Regions from separate parts of the Arabidopsis thaliana genome. Here region 2 is linked to region 1. The links are chromatin contacts, called in public targeted proximity ligation maps. All regions are on one chromosome and are shown on one strand. The core of a region is the stretch at or near the end of the contact, and the rest is flanking DNA. Distances in the headings are between cores, read along the strand shown.

What was found.
Region 2: a contact with region 1 is called in a targeted proximity ligation map of shoot, with 16 read pairs. A contact is called at or near these places in 17 of 26 Hi-C or Micro-C datasets (callus, cotyledon, flower and 7 more), 2 of 2 datasets of targeted methods (seedling and shoot) and 1 of 3 other capture datasets (seedling).

What each region holds. Positions count from the first base shown.
Region 1 is chr3:11,154,121-11,161,267 of TAIR10.1, reverse strand. AT3G29185 (glutamate NMDA receptor subunit epsilon-1, putative (DUF3598)) reads left to right here and starts at 3,975. Exons shown (of 7, transcript NM_113842.4): 1 at 3,975-4,294; 2 at 4,380-4,474; 3 at 4,964-5,084; 4 at 5,196-5,314; 5 at 5,396-5,582; 6 at 5,657-5,800; 7 at 5,886-6,350. The coding sequence starts at 4,061. The coding sequence ends at 6,176. It overlaps AT3G29190 (Terpenoid cyclases/Protein prenyltransferases superfamily protein), which reads left to right. Exons shown (of 7, transcript NM_113843.3): 5 at 1-117; 6 at 1,248-1,496; 7 at 1,602-2,076. The coding sequence ends at 1,895. AT3G05715 (a small nucleolar RNA gene) reads right to left here and starts at 7,025; the gene lies at 6,925-7,025. It also overlaps the pseudogene AT3G29187.
Region 2 is chr3:11,188,329-11,195,475 of TAIR10.1, reverse strand. It overlaps AT3G29240 (PPR containing protein (DUF179)), which reads right to left and starts at 4,213. Exons shown (of 2, transcript NM_180317.3): 1 at 3,552-4,213; 2 at 2,432-3,416. The coding sequence starts at 3,696. The coding sequence ends at 2,608. AT3G29230 (Tetratricopeptide repeat (TPR)-like superfamily protein) reads right to left here and starts at 6,906. Exons shown (of 1, transcript NM_113847.2): 1 at 4,281-6,906. The coding sequence starts at 6,673. The coding sequence ends at 4,871. It overlaps SDR4 (NAD(P)-binding Rossmann-fold superfamily protein), which reads left to right and starts at 305. Exons shown (of 2, transcript NM_001339015.1): 1 at 305-649; 2 at 941-2,087. The coding sequence starts at 528. The coding sequence ends at 1,709.

The DNA.
Region 1 (7,147 bases), core at 2,726-5,225:
AAACAACCTGATTATTTGAAATTCGTGTTTAAATTTATATTGGATACATTTGAAGAGTTCGAAAAAGAACTTAGGCCAGAAGGAGGATCTTTCGGTGTGTGTGCCACAATAGAAGAGGTAATCAATCAAACTCTTTTTAGTAACTTGTATATGTCTATATGGTTAAGTCGTTGACATATATATACTACGTGTATGTATATACACATAGTATATGTATATATAACTCAAGGTTGTATATTTTCCCGTGGCTTTTGAATGTTTTATGAAAAATAATTTTCTGCCGGGATTAGTGTTCTAAAAAGTAGTTTGGACGGTCGTCTAGACTCCGACTAAGCGCTAAGCGCTCACACGATGCCTACACAACCGTTTCGACCGCTTAATATTATATTTGTTTAATTTTAGTATATTTTTCTAATTTCTAAAAACATAAATTTAAATTTCTAAGTTTCGTCTTTATATTCATATGTTGTTTGATATGAATTAAATGAACATTTTTTCTAATTTTTGCTCATGATTTAATAGTTATATATTTCTTATTTATGTGTTTTGTATAATATTTTATGTTGTAAACATTTTAACCGTATAAAATCGCTTAAGCCCCAGCTCGGCAATTTAGGTCTTTGGCATTCGGTCATCGCCTAATTAGCGCCTAGCGCTTTTTTGGTAGAGTAACGGGAGATAAATCTAACAGAAATTAAAAAATAAAGAAAAGTGAAACTACATCCGAACATATGTAGAGGTTTAATTGTATGATCAATCATCAAACCAATAAAAGAGAGAGAATATATATATATATATATATATATATGTATATATATATATATATATATATGAAATGGCTTGACAACCCAAAAAAAAAGATAAAAGAAAAAGAGGAGGGATAATGTATATTACACAAGTGAACCGAGTTTATTCTGTCAATTTAACAGAGAGGGAAAATGAATGTTGAAAAAATTAACCGAGTTTCTTATGATAATTTGTAACAGAGATCCTTAATAGAAATTAAACTCCCATAAATTTGTTCTGTTAGTCGATTTAACGATATGATTGTTTTCGGAAAACCAACAATAATTAGATATGAAATCGGATAGTAAACAAAATACACTATATATCTCATTGCAGAATAAATTGGGGATTTAAATCAACCAACTTTGAAAATTGGACATCTAATAGGTATTTTTTCCCATGACTTTTGAAAAAACAACATTTTGAATAGTCCTAACGATTTTATAAATTTGAGCTTGTAGTTCAAGTCACTTGTGAAAGCCAACTTAGAGGCTGAAAAATGGGCACTAGCGGATAACATGCCTAGCTTTGAGGAGTATATAGAGGTTACTGGGGTGGGGATCACAGCAATGACGACTTTAATGGGTGCTATGATGTGTATGGGAAAGATAGTTCCGAAGGAAGATTATAAGTGGCTCAAATCCAGACCAAAAATTATCCAAGCTTTAGCTATCAAAGGTCGTCTAATGAATGATATGAAAGGTTACAAGGTACGAATTCGCTTAAATCATTTCTTCACATCCGGTTTTTGTCTACTATATTTTTGTCCCTATACCTTACAAACTTACACTGTTACTTACACATACATTTATCAGGAAGATATGAGTAGAGGATATGCGGCGAATGCGGTCACCTGTTATATGAAACAATATAGAGTTACGGAACAAGAAGCTTTAAAGGAGTTTGAAAAAATGGTTGCGGTTGCAAATAAGACAGTAAATGAAGAGTTTTTGACGACAATGGGAGTGTCACGCTTGGTTCTTAAGCTAGCAATGGGCGTTGGACTCATGATCTCTATCACGTACAGTGAAGACGAAGGATACACCCATCCCGAAGGAAAAATCAAGGAGAAGATGACTACACTGTTCGTTGATCAGATCCCTCTTTGAAGTCTTGAAAAAATGTTTTGGCAACCCCATATATGTTCAAGCCTTTGTTCTTGGTTTCTTTTACAACACCATGTTTTTGCTTTCTACGGTCTAATTAATTAGATCAGACCACCTTAAATTCACAAGAAGCTGTGTATGTTTTCTAATTAATGTGGGTTAGATCAGACCACCTTAAATTAAGATCCTATAATATTTGGTCAAAAACAAGAAGTTAAAAAGCTATACACATGAAATCGGTTCAAATCCTTGCAATTTAAATGGTCTTGTTTCTCCCTATATTTCTACGTTTTCCCTTTATTTTGGTTTAACTACCGGCATAACCTTGGTGATTTATAAAGTTTTCAAAAATAAAAAGTAGTTTAGGTAAGATTCTTTAGAAAATTAATAACTTTATTTTTATTACAATATTCGTTATTTCATAATAAAAAAGTGTACATGATTTCATGGATAATATAGAAAAATGGGTTTCTGCGAAAAGTGGATTTCATGGATAATGTGGTCTACAACAACAGTCCAATATCAGGTTTTTATTAATAGATAACCTAGAGGCTTGATAGTACCGGGGAGAGATTAAAGACAAGGAAATCCGCTATCTTCTTACATATTTATTCTATGTACGGAGGTGCTTATTGCGAATATTCGAAAAGCTGAACAACGAAAATTGATTACTGGTATGAAAGTAGATACGGCAAGCTCCTCTGTAACTCATTTGTTATTTGCAGATGATAGTTTATTCTTTTGCAAAGCTAGCAAAGAGCAGTGTGGAGTAATCTTGGAAATTTTAAAGCAATACGAAGCGGTTTCAGGACAACAAATAAATTTTTCAAAGTCCTCGATACAGTTTGGTCATAAGGTAGATGATTCACTTAAGGCAGAAATAAAATCAACAGGGAATCACTAATCTTGGTGGTATGGGCTCCTGTCTTGGTTTACCAGAAAGTCTAGGTGGATCTAAAACAAAAATGTTCTCTTTTGTTAGAGATAGATTACAAAATAGGATAAATGGATGGTCAGCTAAGTTTTTATCGAAAGGAGGAAAAGAGGTGATGATTAAATTGGTAGCTACGGCATTACCAACTTATGTTATGTCTTGCTTTACACTACCGAAAACAATCACATCGAAGCTCACGAGTGCAATCCCAAAATTCTGGTGGAGTTCAAATGGTGAATCTAGAGGTATGCATTGGATGGCATGGGATAAGGTGTGTTATAGTAAATCGGAAGGGGGTTTGGGTTTTCGTAGTGTAGACAATTTTAATTCGGCTCTTCTAGCTAAACAATTATGGCGTTTAATCACGGTTCCAAATTCACTCTTTGCGCGGGTTTTTAAAGGACGTTATTTTCGGAAATCCAACCCTTTGAATAATATAATTCATACTCTCCATCCTATAGATGGAGAAATATTTGTTCAGGTAGATCTCTAGTTAATAAAGGACTTATTAAAAGAGTAGGTTCTGGAGAAAGTTATGTCTAGATCTAGTTGTTAACGATCCCACAAGTCACATATACAAGTAACGAGTAATATGACAAATATCAAAATGAGGCAAATAACGAAGCAACTATCAAAAATATTATGATACTTGACTTGGACTTGCAAGTAATAAAATTAACCGACTTGTTATTCGACTTGCCTATAACGGATACTTGAATTTTCAAGGCTAGTTATTGTCAAAATCTAAACAGACATTGGTTTTACTCGATTTACAATCTAAACCGAACAACAAACCACATAAGTTCTATATGAAACCAAATTAAAACCCGACTTGACCCACTCGTAATAATACGACCCATAGATGATCTTCCTTGATATATTAATCTTCGTCTTCACCCAATTCTTCCAGCAAAAGAAAAAAAAACTTTTTGTTGAAATTTGATATCAAAATTACCAAAGCTTATTTCTGCTGCTTCGCTCCCTCGTTCAATAATTTTTTCCTAACAATTCTATTTTCTGGCTAATTAATTGTCTATAAATTCTATTAAATATTTCAAATAAGCTCTACAAAATTCGGGTTCAGTTTAAATCCGGTTCGGTTTAATTCAGATTTGGTTCCGATTTCCGACATTTCGATATAACTTCAAATCCGGTCCGGTTTTATTGCCAGTGTCGTTTGTAGATAAGATACATTCACAAAGACAAAATCACTCACTCGCTCAAGAGCTCCTCCATGGCTGCTGCTACTTCCTTCACTTGCTCACTTCCTTTTACTCCACTATCCAAATCCCTTAAACCCATTCGTTCCCCAATTCTACGCTCAGACTATGGAACCAGCAGAAGCTTTGTTATAAGATCCATGACGGTTCAAGAAGATGACAAGAGAACAAGCGATGAATCAATGAGTATTGACAATTTACGAGGATTCGTCGATCTTAATGTCGGAAAATGGACTGGCTCCTTTCATGTATAGTCACCCATAAACCCTAAAGTTTGCTCCTTTTTGTTAGATTTATGCTAAAGACTCTCTCTTTTTGTTTTTGTTTTTGCAGCAATTTGATGGTAATGGGAATTTGTTACATAAGATTGATACACGTCTTTCAGCTAGTTCTTATGGAGAAGATGAGCTCCTTAGTCTTAATCAATCGTATGTTTCTGAGAATCTGTGTTTCTGCTTCAATGGGAATAACTGTTTTTGGAACATGGATTGTGTGTAATTTAGGATTCAATTATCTTTAGGAATCAGTTGATGGAGAATTTGGCAATAGGAAGTATATAAAGTCTTGAACTTTATATGATTATTCTATGAATTTGGAGCAAATTTGAAGTTTATCTTGTTTACTATTTGGAACAAATGGATATCATTTAGCATACCTGAAGATTTTTCTTGTACACTATATGTTGATTTTGTGTGAAGCAATGGTTTTTGCTCTGTACAACTAGTTTACTAATCTGTATTGTGTTTGTACTATAGAAAAGTTTGTGAATTTTCAATGATGTGTAAGAAATTGTGTGTCCTCACGAAGTTTATTCATATATTTATTGATGCTCATTGGTATTGTTGTTTCCTATATAATGTATCCAGAAGCAATGGTTTTTGCTCTGCATTACCAGTCTTTGTGTTTGTATTGTTTAGGTTATATATAAAGCAGCCTACATCAGCTACTTCAGTTTCCGAAGAGGAGGAAGAGGAACCGGAATGGGTAGAGTACAAAATTAAAGAAACCAATATGTTCACTGTGGACAAGTATCAGCAGGTGAGAGTAGCTCTGTTTATCTCTATTAGTCAAGATACTAAGTTTGAGTTTTGTGATTTGTCTCTTAAGTATTTGATGACTATCTTGATATCCATCATCAGTAGTCTGCAGATTGGATTTTTCCCAAAGGAGAGAGCGTTTTCGCTGAGGTACCAAACCGCTGGAATGTTGGATACGACGTTAAGGCAGGGCGTGCTCGGGGAGGATGACACGGGAGAAGAATCACCAAGGTTGGTTTCTCATGTCTATTGGCTCCTTCTTATGTATAAACATTTTAATGCTCCATGAAGCTTATAACAATTTGTTTTCAGAAATCTTAAACTTCCATCTCGGCGTCCGTCTTTAGTATGTGAGAACTGTTTGTATTCTAAGGAGATAGATAGAAGGGCTAGAGCCTTTCACATCATGGATCCTAAAGGTGTTCTTGAAATGCTTATTGTTTTCCTCGAGGAAAGAGGGTTAGAGAATCTCGCTCATCCAGTCCTCGATAACGCTCAGGTAGTTTGTTGTTATTGATTCATGCTCATAAAGCATTTTACTGCCATACCAATATATGTTCCCCTTTGTTACAGAACGATGCAGAAAGGATAAACCCATTTCTCGGTACTTGGAAAGGTCGTTCGGTAACAAAACGAAGCGGTGTCTATGGAGCAACACTATCAGAAGCCGATACTGTTGCTGTTCTTGAAATGAATGACAAAGGTCAAGTAGTCCAGGTATATAATACTGTTCAACAATCCCACATAGCCTTTTATTAACTTCTGTTTATATGAGAATGCCTCTGAACTCGATGTGAATCAGGATATTTCGTCGACATCGGATGAGAAAAAAGTAACAACAAATGTGCACTGGGAAGGGAAAATGTCGAAAGACTTGGTTACATTCGCGGAAGGATACCAAATGACTCTGTTACCCGGAGGTATGTACATGGGATGTCCTTGCGACGTATCAAAGTGTGTTGCTGATTTAAAGTCTTTCCACTTAGAATTCTGCTGGCTTGAATCGCCGAGCTCAAGACAAAGACTCATCCGCACATATGACCATGAAGGTTTAGCTGTCTCATCAACTTATTTTACTGAGACAAAAATGTGAGCTTCTTCTCATTTATGTTCTTGTAAAATGTTCATACCTTTGTAATGTTGCAAATCTACTTTTGCTCTCACATTATTTGACTTGAAATTTAGTTAAGATACAATTCATGAATCATCGACTATGTAATGTTTTGCTGATTAATTACATTTCACTAAAGTTAACTAATGAACACAGATCACCAATTATATGATTCTTTCGAGTTTAAACTGTTTGTGATCTTGTTCTAAATAAATATATCTTCACTGCATATCAATCGTTTTCAGATTGATGAACTTTTTGCAATGTATTGAATGATTGATACCAGAACAATAAATAACCGAGATTTAACCACATATAACCGGAAATAACCAAATCTTGGCACAACAATACGAACACCCGCGAACCGGTAAAACAAAATTAACCAAAAACTAATTACCATTTTCAGATTGATGAACTCTTTGCAATGTATTGAATGATTGATACCAGAACAATAAATAACCGATATTTAACCACAGATAACCGGAAATAACCAAATCTTGGCACAACGATACGAACAACGACGATTACCAAAAACAAAATTAACCAAAACCTAATCACCATTTTAAAAATCTAAGAATATTTTGAACCAAAGAAAGGTTATCGAAGATCAATATAACATATTGCGAATTAGTGTCTCAATAAAAGACTAATCATCAACATCAAAAGACTCGTAAAAGAACCAAAAATAATCTGAAGAATTCAAAACCAAAGATTGAGATCGAAAAACAAAAAATGTAGGGCAAAGAACGTCTCTGCTTTGACAGCCTAAAGCTTAAAGGAAACAGCAAAGCAGAGAAAGAGCCCTGATTCTCTGATATGCGCCTACGCACCCCTTAGGGTACGCCACAGTAATCCCTTCTCGTGGTATACCACGCCACCCCTCACTAAAGAGGGAAGCGCTCGGCCTCAGGCACTAATTTGTTTTTTCTTCTTCTAGGGTTTCTTGGTTTTAT
Region 2 (7,147 bases), core at 2,964-5,463, 34 kb before region 1:
TTCAAACACGTAAGCTTAGCTGGAGCCGTGGAAGGCACGCACAAAAGATATTGTAGATGTTGACAAGAACGTATCAGTACAAATCGTGCCAAGTTTTGTTGAATTTGTTTTCGACATGAAAGTATTGAAATTTGAGAAACTTTTGATATAATTCTTTCTTTTTTAACCAAAAAAGAAAAATTTTGATTTCTTTTAAATAGAGTAACCAAATGTAGCTAGTAAAATGATCGATAAAATTATGTAATTTTGTAACCAATAAGGAAGAAGCAGATCATGGCCACTCGCATATCCCGTCAATAGCGGACATAATATGTTGACTTGACTATATAGCATCGTTAAACCCATGTGAAACTTCTACTTAAACTATTTATGCATTTATACGATCATATTTGTGGGCTCTTGTTTTATAGTAAAACTATATATTATAGATGCTGACAAGTGACAACAATATATAAGGTTTGCTGGACAAGGATATGGAGTTTAATTATTAAGAGCGTGAGGAACGTTGAATTATATTTAAATGGTAAATGCCAAAACTCTTGGTTATATTTAACATTATATATCCTTTGCAATCCCTCAAGAAGGATACATTCAATTTTTGGTGGTCTTTTCAAAAGTGGAAATACAACAAAACAATGTCGGGACTTAGGCAAGTGTTTCATCTCTTACAACTTCATTTTTTGTTTGGCTATGAACTCGTACAACTTCGTTTTTTTAGTCTTATTTTTTGCTATAAACTCTTACAACTTCATTTTTATAGTTTTATGTTTTGCTATAAACTCGTACGACTTCATTTTTTTTAGTTTTATTTTTTGCTATAAACTCGTACGACTTCATTTTTTTTAGTTTTATTTTTTGCTATAAACTCTTACAACTTCATTTTGCATTCATTCATACGTTGATTAATAATATACTTACTTGTCTAATATATATACCGAAGATTGGATGGCAAGATCGCAATTATAACAGGCGGAGCTAGTGGGATTGGAGCTGAAGCGGTTAGGTTGTTCACGGACCATGGAGCTAAAGTGGTCATCGTGGACATACAAGAAGAGCTTGGCCAAAACCTCGCCGTTTCGATAGGGCTAGACAAAGCAAGTTTTTACCGTTGTAATGTAACCGACGAGACGGATGTCGAGAACGCCGTTAAGTTCACCGTTGAAAAACACGGAAAGCTTGACGTTCTGTTTAGTAACGCCGGGGTCTTGGAAGCGTTTGGAAGCGTTCTTGATTTGGATCTTGAGGCGTTTGATCGAACGATGGCGGTTAACGTTCGCGGTGCGGCTGCGTTTATCAAACACGCGGCACGTTCGATGGTGGCTAGTGGTACTCGTGGCTCCATTGTATGTACGACGAGTATTGCGGCAGAGATAGGTGGTCCGGGACCTCATAGTTACACGGCTTCTAAGCACGCGCTTCTCGGGCTGATCCGATCAGCGTGTGCTGGACTGGGGCAGTACGGTATTAGAGTCAACGGTGTTGCACCGTATGGGGTTGCCACGGGGATGACTAGCGCCTACAATGAGGAAGCGGTGAAGATGCTTGAAGAATATGGTGAAGCCCTAGGGAATCTCAAAGGTGTGGTGCTTAAAGCTCGCCACATCGCAGAAGCAGCTTTGTTTTTGGCTTCTGATGATTCGGTTTATATTAGCGGTCAGAATCTGGTGGTTGATGGTGGTTTTAGCGTCGTTAAGCTCATGACCACGTGAGAAACAACTAAAAAATGAGGGCATAGACTCTCTTGACACTTTCATTTTATTTCTTGAATAAAAATTGAATTTATAAGTACTTTCGATCATTGTGTTGTATGTTAGGCTCTTGAGTTTATATAAACCTTGAGTTTAATAGTTTACTTTTTCTTTTAGTTTCTCAATTCTATATATATACTCTTGTTGTTTTAGCTTCTTTTCTTATGATTTAGCTGATATGCACTTTGAATAATGTCCGATTGTGTTTCTCTCATTGTAATCGCTCAACTCCGTAATGACGTATTTGGTGCACAAAAAAATAGGCAGTGTTTTCAAATTTACTTAGACAAAAATAAAAGATATTTATAAGACTATTCAGCCGTCTGAATCTATATTGATGACTCTATTTTTTAACTAAGAAATCCAATTGAAGTTGCACGCAACCTCATACAACACGAAATATTTGTTAGATTTTGACTTTTTGAGATTTTCTTAGTAACCAATATAATCCATCTTCTAAAGTTGATGGACTCGTTACTTGCACAGTACTCGCCTTGAAAAAACAAATACCCGTAATAGACAAGCCGGGTAAAGAGTCACAAAATTTGAAGACTCGCAAGTACAAGGCAAGTATCAAGTACCAAAGTTGTATATGCTTCGTTTGAACATGATAAAACCATTTTTTTGTTTTGACAACCAATGGCATTGTGACTATCATTATACATTACAGTTTAGAAGATGGAGTAATTATTAAGGTTCATATGTTTTTCTTAATCTCCTTGTAATTATTTTTAGGCTATTAAACGAGAAACAAACAAATATAAATTAGTGATGGATGTTTAATACATACAGTACATTGATAAACCATACACATAGTCATACCATAAACCATTAGTGAAATGCAGTACAAAAACAAGGTTTAGATAACAGAGCCCGTTTGAGGCCCAATAAGCCCAAGAACCTCATCCCAAAGACCATGACTTTGGACAGCTGAACCAAGCTCAACAACAGTGGAGCTACAAGCAGCAACAGTCCAATACCCTCCCAAGATCTCTGCTTTTAACTGCTCTTTTTCCCAACCACAATACCCATCAAAGAATCTAAGCTCACTTCTTCCAACCAAATTCCTCTTCACCATCTCTGCAGCCAATCCTACACTCTCTCTCGTTCCATAGTACAATCCTTTCATCACTTGTCTGAATACTCCGCTCTTACCAACCTCGTTGTCTCCACCACTCCTTGGACTCACCAAGAACAACCCTTCTTCCAAAGGTCCACCAAAGAAGAGTCTTTTGTCTGAAAACGTTCCTGCCATGTCTAATATCGTTGACTTGGTCTCCTTAATAGACATCAGAGATGGACGGTTTAGGATGACTCCTATAGGACCTGAGGGTCCAACAGAGAGGAGGAGGATCACCGTCTTTTCGAAGATGTGGACACCGTCTAGCTTCTCTGTGGCGATTAGGAGGCAGCCTGTCTCTGGCTCATGGATCTTGTGTGCCCATTTGCTTCCAATTGTGATCAGTGAGGACGATGATGGCTGATAGTCCACCACCATGTCCGGGTTAGACCACGAGGGCTGATCCTTCTCGGACGTTGCAGCTTGTTCCCCTGCAACAAGCCTTGCCCTGAACTCCCTCCAATCAGCATCTGATGTAGAATTGTTGACACAATCCTTGAAGAGATCAGCATCATCTTCCAGTGGCTTCCATGAATCCGAAAGAGAACCTACTCAAACCAAAATGCTCTCATCAGCTACAATAATTTCACTCAAGACAGGCAAATTCCCAAACCAAGACATGTTATTGCGATACTCAGGCCATTCTTATAGATCAAAATGACCATGAAAGAGATCTTACTTACAATTTACAGAGATCGGAGAAGCAACCTTCCTGGTAACAAATTGGCCAGAATTTCTCTTGGGGCAAGTAAAGATTCTCGCTTTGATGAACGGGACAAGCTCTTTAACACCAGAGATTGATCTTGAGGTAAGAAAACAAGCATCCATGTTACCTTCTCTCTTTCTCTTTTTCTCTGACTCAATTCACTTTAGTTCCTATGAAGAGAAGGTAGAACAGAAAAATAACATCTAAATATAAGAGAGTGGAGAACTGTGAACCACAGGCTGAATGTATTAAGTTCTAAAGGGGTCGTCCTAGTCAGAGGAATGGGCAATGGATATACCGTAACCTTTAAGGTGTTGATGTATTTAAAGATAAACATTTCCATATGCCTTTGGATTTTGGATAAGAGACAAATCTTTTATCACCTTTTTTTTGATGATGTGTAACCCTAGTGGCCACTCAAGGTTTGCCTCTGCAGTTACTTACCCACTCCTGTGGAAAAAAAGCACGTATAATTACTACATCCACCAACTAGATAAACTTCATCCCCATAATCTCTAATCCTCTATCTCTCTTTTTTTTCTTACGTGAATCAGTAAAATTTGGATCATTCATAAAAGGGTCTTAAGAACAAGTGAATGACCATTATAACGGGTTTAGACTTTTTTTTTGGTATGATCAAAGTCATCTATTGTGGATGGAACAAATCAAGGAAGCACTATTGGTGGTCCTCTTTTCTCCATTATTTTATTACTATTTCAATGGGAATATCACTACAAAAAGGAAACTTAAGAGATCAACTCAACATCATTAAGACATTGATTCTTGTAATAAAATAAACCCCACGAGTTTTGTTCTAATTTGACCATCTAAACATCATTCTAAATAACTAGTTGGTTCATCCAAAGGTAACATCACCAGCAATACGTCATCACACTGACGTCCAATGATAATACATCACCGACAATACATCATCAGTGGAATTTTCACGAAGTCACAATATTACTCACAATGAGGTTATGTGGGAGTTTGAATGTCTTTGGTCCTGCCTAGTCTTCTCTTGTTACTGTCATCTTCAAGGTTGGTCACAGAACCTGTTATTGGATTAAGAACCAGAAACCCCATGTCTGGAGACGGGAGTTAGTATTGCAAAATCAAATTGATCTCAAGATTTATAAATTATGCTCTATATACAGTACTCGAACTCGTTACAAGGATAAAACCATCTTTGTGTTCCTTTGGAAAATGAACTACAAATTTTTGGCCTAGGCCACAGTGCTGATGCTCACAGCCTATAATCGATATAATACCTAATGATCTGGACATAAACTAAGCAGTTTATCGAACAGCAACCAGCTCACCAGGATCTGGAGGTTCAATTAAACTACCAAGCATCTGATATATTTGATCAGATTTTGGGTGTGATTTGTCGAACACTGTAAATTCATGTATCCCATCCTCCAATTCAACCGAACTAGCTCCAGATGGTTTCTCTACTCCCATACTCTTCATCTTTGATCTTATGTCAGCAACTCCTTCCCAATCCTCTGCTGCTGCATAAATATTTGACAGAAGCGAATAGTTTCCAGGATCACAAGGGTCTAATTTAACCAGATTATCCAGAACTTCCTTAGCAATATCCACCTCGTTATGCATCCTGCACGCTCCAAGAAGAGCACCCCAAATAACAACATTGGGCTCCATTGGCATTGTTTGGACAACCTTTATCGCTTCCTTTAACCGCCCTACTCGACCTAATAGGTCAACAAGACAACCATAGTGTTCAACTTGTGGAACAAGATCATATACTTTCTCCATTGAGTAGAAGTAATCTATTCCTTCATCAATGAGACCCGCGTGATTACAGGAACACAAAACAGCAATAAACGTGACTTTATCAGGCCGAATCCCTTCCCTTCTCATTCTCGAAAAAAGCTCGATTGCTTCCTTTCCGTGGCCATGAACGCCAAGACCATGAAGCATAGTGTTCCAAGACACGAGATCCTTCTTGGGTATATCGTTAAACACATCAAACGCTTTCTTTAGGTTACCACATTTTGCATACATATCAAGTAGTGCATTCAACACATAAGCATTCGAACCGAGATTAGACCTTTTCAGTATGGAGTGAATCCTCATTCCTAAACTGAGCAAACCAGACTCAGTACAAGCAGCCAAGATACTAATCACAGCCGCAGCATCAAATTTCAATCCTGAAGCCACCATTTGGTCAACTAATCTATCAGCCTCCTTCAAAAGCCCCTTCTCCGCATACCCAGCAATAATTATCGTCCAAGTGACAACATTTTTAGCAGGCAATGGCATTTTATCAAACATAACTCTAGCCATTTCCATATCCCCAGCTTTACTATAACCCATAACCATCGTCGACCAAGACACAGTATTTCTCTCAGGCATCTTCTCAAACAACTCAAACGCTTTACTCATCTCTCTACACCTAGCATAACCATCCAACATAGTATTCCAACTAATCAAATCCCTCTGAGGCATTTCATCGAACAGTCTCCGTGCATCTCTCAATTCCCCAGCTTTCACTAACCCACCAAGCATCGAATTCCAAGACACAGTATCTCTTTCACTCATCTTCTCAAACAACTTCATAGCATCTCTAACACCCAAACCACCACATCTAGAATAACAATCAATGAGAGCATTGGGTACATAAATATCAGAAGAAAGCCCCAATTTTTCTATATGATTATGCATCATCTTCACCACAGGTAACCATGATTGACCAGAACAAGCTTTAAGAAGAAACGGGTAAGTGAAATTATCAGCAAAAAGACCAAATCTTTGCATCTCTGAGAAAACGAAGAAAGCTTGATAAGGCTGAGAGTTCTGGGCATGAGCTCTAATCAGAGAATTGCAAAGATGAACATTTGGTTCTTGAACCTGATTAAAAACCCTAACAGCTAAATTCGTTTGACGACAGAGAGAAAGAGCAGAGATTAGCTTCGGTGCTATGTGTAGATCTTCATGAAGGTTTCGTCGGATTATCTGAGCGTGAAGCTGTTTCACTTGGTTTAGATTAGCGCATTTGGGAAGGTCTTGGAGTCTCTCTTCGAAAATTCTCCGGGAAGAGACCCAGGAAGGAGCTCGAACAGGTAGTGATGACGTCATTGTCAATGTCGGATCCAGTGGAGGTAGTGTGTGGATTAAGATTTGAAGAAGGGAATTAGGGTTCGCATTATGAAGAAGAAGAAACAGAGAAAAAGTGTGATAAGTAAACTTCTGGTTCTGGATATTATCCGCGGCATATGTTCAAACGAATCACAACTTCGGCTACTAATAAGGCCTGCGAATTTGACCCGAACCGAGATTTTTGTTTTGTGGTTCAGTTTCGGGTTTTTACGGCTGAGGGATCGGTATTCTTTTAATTTGGATTCGGTTACCTAAAACTTTTGGTTTGGTTCGATTTGTGTTGAATAAATGGGGTTTTCGGGTAATTTTTTTTAATCTACATATATATTTTTGCAGTAATTTGTGAAATAAATCTTAGAGTTGAAATTTATTTACAAGAAATACCATTAACATTAATTATTATTAATAAACTAATATTTCTAATTACTAGCATTTTCTTATCTAATATATTTT